2 separate regions of the Zea mays genome follow, and region 2 is linked to region 1. Evidence: chromatin contacts called from public Hi-C data. All regions are on one chromosome and are shown on one strand. Each heading gives the region's core, a stretch centred on a gene start, on an enhancer-like site or on the middle of the called end of the contact. The rest is flanking DNA. Distances are from core to core; before and after follow the strand shown.

What was found. A called contact is a pair of places that touch in the nucleus more often than the background predicts.
Region 2: a contact with region 1 is called in a Hi-C map of leaf, with 7 times the contacts expected there. The contact joins the enhancer-like site here to the promoter of LOC100381650 in region 1. A contact is called at or near these places in 2 of 25 Hi-C or Micro-C datasets (both in leaf).

The regions. Positions count from the first base shown.
Region 1 is chr9:110,763,350-110,767,986 of Zm-B73-REFERENCE-NAM-5.0, reverse strand. LOC100381650 (putative STRUBBELIG family receptor protein kinase) reads left to right here and starts at 2,288. Exons shown (of 17, transcript NM_001354721.1): 1 at 2,288-2,733; 2 at 3,928-4,057; 3 at 4,139-4,207; 4 at 4,388-4,453; 5 at 4,540-4,611. The coding sequence starts at 2,619.
Region 2 is chr9:110,850,486-110,855,122 of Zm-B73-REFERENCE-NAM-5.0, reverse strand. No RefSeq gene overlaps it. Among protein-coding and RNA genes, the nearest start is that of LOC100194137, 70 kb to the left of the region's middle. Within about 2 kb of position 2,397, at least 19 of the 20 cell types and tissues checked have an H3K27ac peak or open chromatin away from gene starts, as enhancers often do. A contact at or near this core is called in leaf, where this site is marked.

The DNA of each region.
Region 1 (4,637 bases), core at 1,039-3,538:
CCTCTCCATGCTCTCGTCACTCATGCCTTATCCACTCGAGACCAGCACAGGGCGCGCCGCCACTGTCGGCCTGCTGGGACGAGGGATCACCGCCGACCTACCCTCCGACGTTAATCCCCCGCCTGCCACTCGTCGTCAATCCCCCACTGGCCTACCCTCCAGCATGCTGGCCTCCGTCAGCGCCGTCAGACTCCCCCCACCGTCAGTCCCCCGCTGGCATGCCCTCCTATGCCGGCGTGTTCTCCAGTAATCACAACCCGCGAGCCTTACTAGTGCTGTCGTCGAACAGGTAAAGATCAGTGCTCGTCATCGCCTAGACAAGCCTGGTAGTCATGGCAAATGTTACAAATTCACTGAAATGCATCTTGATGTTGTTGGGATGTTCCTTTAATTATGATCGAAATGTAACAGTGAGACCTCATCACTAAAAAATTATGACTTGGTTAATAATAGCTTTTATTTATGTATATCTTGTGCTTTTGGATTTCTCAAATATTAAAATAGTGTCGGTTTCATTTATTTTGAATGATGTATCTTATTGAATTAAAGATATCGTTCTGAGCATGGTGATACAACCAGTAATGTGACCAGTAATAGTGGTGATCTATAGTAATTTGTTAATAATGTATTACACAAAATAGCGTTAGAGTACTAATTTATTTAATCTTTTGAATTTTTGAATACCAAATCTTAAATGTCTGGACCCGCTTCTGAATATGATACGTGTTCCAAACATCAACAATGCCCACGTCAACCGGTTTCCATGTTTAATCACCCAATGACTCAACCAACAGAAATACATATTTTGTGTGTTACTAAAATAAATTCATATGACGTAGAGAAACGGTAGCGATCCACGGGCATGCGATGCGACTAGTAATTGTTAATGCAACGGTCAGTCAGCGGCGCAGGCTCGCAGCGCAAGTAGACGCGGTCAAGCGCGCGCGCACCACACAGAAAACACTGCCGAGGTTGTTTCTTTCGCTCTCCCGAAGGCTCTCGCCATCGCTCGATCGGTTTTGGAAGGATCCTGGGCATTTCGGTGCCCAGAGACCAGAGACTCCCGACTACACAATTGAAATCTACTGGAACACGCAGCTACTTCCAGTCTACCAGACAGTAGTAAACGCGGCAGGTCTTGTTCCAACTTGTGGCCGCCGGGACGTAGTCACTGAAACTGCGTGCATCGTCGTCACCCTCGTCGGCAACCAAACGAAACGTACGAGCAGCCGGCCGACGGGCCAGAACAAGGGGGAAACGAATAGTAGTACGAAACAAAACCCGGCAAGAACTTGCCAGCTATGCCCACGAGGGAGGCGCCGCATCCGTCCGTCCCCGCGCACATGCCGCGGTCCACGCCGCCCGCACTGTTGCCGCCGAGGACCAGCCAGCCAGCCGCGAGCCGGCGCCGCGACCACGGCATCGGCATCCCCTGCCTGGAGTCCCCCTCTCCGTCTCCGTCACCCGGGCGGGCCCCCCGCCAGCCGCCAGCGCGGGCCGACGCGCCCAATTAGAGATGGCAACGGGTACAAACCCGCTGGGTTTTGCCGTCCCAAACCCGTACCCGTGAAAAATATCTATGCCCATTAAAAAACCCGTACCCATGACGGGTTTGAGATTTTGCCCAAACCCGTACCCATCGGGTTAACAGGTACCCATGGGTTACCCGCGGGTTTCATCTCCAATATACTTATCTTCTCATAATCAATAAGTATCGTAATGATTAATGATATCATGATCCAAAATCTATGTAATGAACAACGAGTTCATGATTTGGTATAAAAATTATTAGTAGAGAGAATGAAATACAAATAATAAGTTGTATAATTAAGTGACCTTGCACTAAGTTATCCATCCACCACATATATAACGCTAGTAAAAAAATATAATAGCAAGCAAGCAACACTCTCACCGACTACTGATACATTCACCAATTGGTAAAAATTATGAAGTAAATAAGGAATAATAAGTTTGTTGTTCGTTTATAAAATAAAATGACAATATGCACTAGGTTTGGTCGGGTTTAAAAAACCCACGGGTTCACGGGTTTGGATACTGTAGGAACAAACCCGTACCCATAAACCCGCTGGGTACAGATTTATGCCCATTAACAAACCCATGGGTATGAAAATTGGACTAAACCCGTACCCTAATGGGGTAAAAACCCATCGGGTTTTGGGTTTCGGGTACCCATTGCCATCTCTACGCCCAATCATCTCATCCATCCCCACCCCCACGCAGTAAACAAAACAAAACACACCCCGTGCCGTGTCTCGGGCAACGTCCCAACTCCCAAGGCGAGCGAGAGCCAGCCCACCATTTTTACGCCCGCTCTGTTTGCGTTGCGTCTTGCGTGCTCCCCTCCTTCCCTGCCTACTGCTCTACGCACACGCAGCCACTACTTGCCTTGCCAGTTGCGTCGCTGCTCATCCCAGACTCCCAGCCCCAGTCCCGTACCCCAACCATCTCCTCTGTCTCCGCCTCGTCGCTTCCGCCCACTCTTCCTCGCCGCTGCCTCACGGCCCCATTGCTCCGAGCGCGGCGCCGGTCGCGATCCGACCGGGGGTGCGCGGCGCCGAATGGTGTGATCGACCCCGTCGGGAATTGGGATCGAGGTCATGCAGCGGGCTCCGGAGCGCCGCCGCGGCGCCGGGCCGCTCCTGCTGCTGGCGCTGCTCGTCGCATTGGCGGCCGCGCCCAGACTCGTGCGCGCGGTCACCGACGCTACCGACGGTACGCTCGTGCTTCCCCTCCCCGTCTCGTCTGCGCTGCTCTGCTCGCAGCGAGCTGGTTCCGTGGACCGCTTCGCCACCGCTCGATCGCGCGCTGGTTTGGTTTGGAGTTTTGTTTTGCCGGCGCAGGTGGGTTGCTCCGGTCTTGTCGGTGGTACTGTACTGTACTGCGAAGCGAAGCACCCAAGCAGGGCGCGGAGATCGGATTGATTCTGTGCGGCGCTGACGTGCTCTGGCGCAGCTGCCAGCTGGGGGAGCTGCGGCTCGCGTTGCTCTCGCGCTCTTGCTTTCTCGCCTGCCCGGTGCCCGCCCACCTGTAGTTAAGGATATGTGCGGTGCGGCGCGGTGAAATTATGTCGGTGCCGGCGCTGCTGTGTGGTGTGTGGGTGACAAGTCACAAGTGGGGAATGATAAGGGCCTCTGCTTTTTATGGATTATTACAAGCTCAGTTTCGGCTCCGTGAGAGTGAACCCGACATCCGAGCTCGCCCGCCCGGCGGCTAAGTAGTTGTCATGAAACCTGCAACCTCGCGTCTGCCTGCTACTGCAGCTGCTGCAGGGCGGCTGTAATTTGGATCGCCTTGGTGTTTTCAGCTGGTTTGTGCCACGCGGGGCCGTCGCTTTCGGCTGGGATAACGAAAGCAACCTTTGAGGCGTTATCGAAACGAGCTGTCTGTCTTGTGCTCCTGTCTTATCTCTTATGACAACAATGGCAGACGCGGATGGGCTGCTCGCGTGCTGGATCCGTGGATATTGATAACATGCAGATGCAGGGGAAAATGATGGTTTGCTAATTACGTTAGGCGTACTGGTAGCAGGATGGTTTGCTAATTACACTAGCAGTACAACACAAACAGCACGGGAGCTTTAACCGCACTACTTGTGTTAATTGTCACATTATGGTACTGCAGATTGTGCACGTAGTGAGGGCCCTACCCATGCTGGGATCCTAGGACGGTAGTCTAATTGACAATAATGTTGATTAGTGTGTAGTTGGTTCATTAGTCAATTGTTAAGTATTGACGTGGGATCATGTTCCTAAATTATTGAATTTAGATTCTTTGCAAGCGCAAAATCTTCTTTTATACTCTGTTTTAGGTCAGGTGTTGTGCAAGTGCAATGCAGGCAGTGTCGTTTTTTTCCCTAAGGGTTACTCAATGCTGATTGTTTCTTCACGCTTCTTTTATCATCTGTAGTCTCTGCCATAAACGGACTGTACATGTCACTGGGATCACCACTTCTACCTGGATGGACTGGAAATGGTGGAGACCCGTGCGGTGAGAGCTGGCAGGGTGTTGTGTGTACCGGCTCTTCCATAACTGGAATGTATGTCAGGTTCTTCATCGCATTTCCTGTTATCTATTGTATTTGTTTTACGTTTCACCATTATCAACTCACTGTTTTTAGAACCATGAATGCTGCAAACTTGGGAGGACAGTTGGGAAGTTTAGGAAACTTCACTGCCATCACCAGCTTGTAAGGATGTTCAAACTAAATCTGTTACTCATTATTCGAGGTTTTTCATTATATCCTTGTGCCATGATCAACACTGTGTTGCAGTCTGAATTAGAATATTTTCTACTGGTTGGGTTTGTGTTTATGACCTTTTTCGTAGACCGATTGAGTGTCTGACCAATAACTTTATTTTGTCTATAGAGAGCTTAACAACAATAATATTGGTGGAACCATACCGGAGGACCTACCTGTTACATTGCAGAGTCTGTATGTTCATCTATCATTTCTGCAGTCTCTTTTAGCCTTTGAGACCATTAATTTCATGGAATGATCTTTGTTTTCTCTTGCTACAGTTTCCTCTCTGCTAATCAACTTACTGGAAGCATCCCAAGTTCACTGTCAAAACTCGAAAACTTAACAGCCATGTAATCCCCCCTCTCTCTCTTATACG
Region 2 (4,637 bases), core at 1,148-3,647, 87 kb before region 1:
AGTGCCACAAGCAACCACAAGGATCGGTCCTATGTGGATTCTATGCGTGCGAGTTCATGAGAGTGAACGGACGATACATCACGAACCCTGACAAGGTATTATTAGTAATAGTCAAGTATGTATTTATGTCATTAAAGATGCAAATGTGTTATTATTGAGTATAAATAGATGATGTTTATAAAATTCCTTTACAGCAATTTCAACGAGGAAACCCGGAGAACTTGACCGAAGCTGCATTGTATGGCATAGTCGAGGACCTCTGCACATTCATATTGAAAGAGGTCATTCCCGCAGAAGGAAAATATCACGATGCTTCCGGGACATTAGCTTTGCCAGAGTTCAGAATACTAACAGAAATTAGTAGATTATCTCTTAGCCGAGATAGTTATTATAACTTAGGTGAAAACTTTTGATGTATAGAATGCATGAAGCATATATGGTTGTAAACAGAATACTTTGATGTATATAAATGTATGATAGAATTTAATTCCATGTTGCTTTCAATATCAATATAGATATATATATATATATATATGTTTGTGTGTGTGTAAATAAATATATCTATAATTCAGTATTGTAGGAACAGCATGTGAAGTTTGAGGAGGTGAAGGATGTACAATAGGAACAGCAATTTGAAATTTTGAAAAAAGGCGGGAAAACATTTTCACTGGCGGTTCCTTAAGAAAACCGCCAGTGAAAATGCACTTTTCACTGGCGGTTCCTTAAGAAAACCGCCAGTGAAAATGCCCTTTTCACTGGTGGTTCCAAAATAACCGCCAGTGGAAATGCTGATTTCCACTGGCCCCTAGCACTGGCGGAACTGAGAAACGCCAGTATAAATACGTTTTCAACCGCCACTACAGAGCTTCTGTGTACTAGTGGAAGATACTTTATTTAATTGCGTGAATAACGACTTGCACAAACGACGACACACACGATTAGCACGCGCGATCAACACACACACGACGCGTGACAACGCGTGCGAACAGCAAGCGCGACCCGCGAGAATGACGCACGACGACGCAGGCGAACAGCACGCGCGTATAGCGCGTGACGATGCCCACGAACAGCGCGACGACACGAGAATCACTATATTTATCGGTTTATACTAAAGCATGGCCCACAATTAATTAATTATAATTAACTAAAGCATGAGGTACGACAAAATAATATTTTTAACGTGTACACGATATTATTGTGAAGGTAAAACAATTAGAATAAAGTAAATCGAACGACCATAAAAGTTAACGTGTATTTACTGAACCGTTGATTTAATATTGTGCGCGCGACAAGCGACAATGTGCAAAAACGGCACGCGGCAACGCATGCGAATAGCTCGCGCGACGACACGCGCGACAACACGCGAAACAGCGCAACGCGCGAAAGGCACGCGATTCAGCGCGTAGCAACACGCGAGAATCACAATTAGATATCGTGTTTATACTAAATAAGTATTAATTCAAAAACATTTGTATAGATATAATCCTATTAACATATATAAATAAAGCGTGACTAAAACAATAAATAGTTTAAGTAAACTACTAATTTAATAACTCAGATAAATAAATAATCAACTAATTAATTAAAACGCGTATCGCGACAAAATAATGTTACTAACATGAGTGATTATAAGTGAACGATTTAATCTCACGCTCGGATAACGCGCGATACACGCGAACAACACGTGGCAAGGCGCGTGACACAAGCGTAGGAACAGCACTGCGACACGCGCGAATGATACACGAAAATCATTAAATAGATGCCATGTTTATACTATACAATTATTAAAAAAATCCAATTTAGTACTGACCCTATCAGCATTTATTTAAAAGGGGCAAGTTAAAAGCTACTAATTAGATTTGATTAGAGAGCTAATTTAACAATGTTAATTCAGCTAACATTTAATTAATTATATAAAACATGCTTAACGGTGAAACATTAGTATTAACACGTAGACTACGCTAATACGAATATATCGTGAATAGAACGGAATAAATCAGGTTTATAACTCAAAAGTAATCAAATATTTATTAATCTCGGATTAACGATGACGTGGCATGATTCTATGGCTGGAAAATGGCCACAATGAGGACCACAAAGAGGGTAGTCATAAAGCATCCTTTCCAACCAATAACTAATAGAAATATTGGCACATGGCCATGCATACGGGGGAAGATCATTTTCTGACGCGCATTTTGCTTTTGGGTTGCATGCGACGTGCATGCGGATGGAGTGGATGTGAGCCTGCTCTCCTTTTCCGTGGTGCAGGAACGAAAGCACGGCCTCACGCATGCAACAAAGGAAAAACAAACAACGCGGGATTGTGGCGTATAGGTGGGGCCAACGCATGGTTTCACTTTTGACTTCTTCTCTGTTGAACGGCACGCACGGCAAGCGGTTCTGCCAGCCAGGGGAAGGGGGCGCGGGTCAGGCTGGGCCCGACGAGCACGCCGGCGGCGCTAGCTGTGGCCGCGCGCAGGGGTTTCGGCCTAGGGAGTGGAGCGTGGAGGGTGCTGGAGATGGCCACGCCTGCTGCGACAAGCACGCCGGAATGGAGAGAAAGAGAGATCGTCACGGGAAAAGGAGGAGGAGGAAGGGGCTCACCTCGGGACGGTGCACGACGAGGAGGGAGGAATGGGTGCGCAGAAGCTTTGACGTGACCGCGCAACGGGAGGCTACGCCAGCCATGGCTGCTCGGAGCGTGGTGATGCGAGGATCTGCAGGGGGCCATGGGTGGTTGGCCGTGCGCAAGGGAGCTCGGCCGAGCCCAGGACTCCAAGCCGCGAGCGCACTGCCGGGGACTTAGTCGCACGCCATGGCTGCACGACGGGGCTGCGCACAGAGGAGCTCACCACGGGGACGAACGACGACTCCGGCGAGGCGAGCTTGGACGCCAGCGAGGACGGGGGCGCTGGGCGGGGTGGTGCGCATGGAGGTGGTGGCTGGGAGCGTGAGGCACGCAACGCGGCTGGGCGAGCGGTTCTGCTCGCGCGCCAGGGCGCTGGCCGAACGGCGAAGTGGGCGAGATGGGTGGGGGAAGGCGGTTTGGAGAAGATGAATAGGAGATGGGGCGACCTGGTGAGTGGGGCCCACACGCAGGCGGCGGCGCTGGGTGGCTCCCTGGCTAGAGCGTGCGGTGCTCAGCTCGAGCACTGGGCCGCACGAGGCCGAACGGGCCGGCGGGGCAGGCCTGGGTGGGGAGCATGGGAGGGGGTATTGGGTTTATTTTCTCTTTTTATTTTTCTCCCTTTTCTCTATTTGAATATTGTTTTAAGTTTTGAATTCAAGTTCAACCACGCTCTGCGAGTTTAAATAGATGCACACCAAAACAAATCATCGTACAAAAATAGATGTATTCTGGCATAATGCAATAATCATTATTACCTTTAGGGTTTTGTTTACTAGGCTTACGCCTATATACATAACAAAATAACTCTACAATATTTAGGAAAATAAAAAGAAAAGCAAGGACAAGAGAGGGTAATACCTGAATTTGATGGATATCAAAGAAAAAAATTTATACCCTAAATTCAGGGTGTTACAGACGCGCACGGGAGCAAACAGCAGAATCGGCTGGGGAAAATATATTTGCGCGCGCAGGAAGGGGCTAGGACGAAGGAGAACGCGCGCAGGGAGAGCTGAAGACCGATCCGAGCCGGAGGTTGGCCGGAACGCGACCACGGAGGGGCTCGACAGAGAAGATTGGAGCTGGGGAAGGGAACGCCGAGCTGAGCGCGCGCGCAGGGGTAAAACGCCGGTGAGCCGGAGAACTGCGCGGCATGGCGAGGGAGGAAAACAGAGGGATGGCTGGGCGCCGAATAGGAAACCGCTGTGCTGGGGCGAGCAGGAAGGACGCCGGCAGAGGGTAGAAATGGAGCACCGCGGCGAGCAGGGGAAACGGCGGCCGAGCAGGAGCTGGAGCACGCCGGACCTAGGCGAGCAGCTAAGGAAGCAGAGAGGAGTTCCAAGCTGCCAGCGGCGGCTTGAGATAATCACGGGGAGAGATGAGCGTCCGGGGAGCTGACGTATACTGGATAAGGAGGAGGCGGTAGAAGAAATCCTACAGCTGATGGCAGATATTTGTTTCTAGGAGAATCCGATCGTGGGTGCAGGGCGCCGGACCTCGACGGGCGGGCGGGCGACGAACCCGCAGGAAGCTTCCTGCCCCGGATGATGAGCGGCTGAAGACAACCCGGACTACAGCAGAAAGTCGAGCTCGCGAGAGGATCAAACAACGGTGAGATTTTTCTTCCCAGAACCAAAGCGCTAGCTTATAATGTGAGAAGAAGTCGTACGAAGCTTTGCTCCAAATATCCCAACACATGCACAGAGATACGGACGGTGGAGATATTCAACCACATTAGAAAGATAAGAATGCCAGGGTGTAAACGATGGGAGAGATAATATTTTTTTTTTGTTATTATATAATCTCTTCTCATTTGTAGTTTACCATAACATTTATTACTCACAGGATTATGGTGCGATTTGATTAGAAGTTAAACTATAAAAGTTTGAATAGTTTAAACTTGCCCAAAATTTTGCAGTCGAATTTTAATCACTCTCAGGTCAGACTGAATTTTCCAAATTCGTATTCGTGCGAGCGATGAATTTTAAATAATTACCGGATACACCGATTC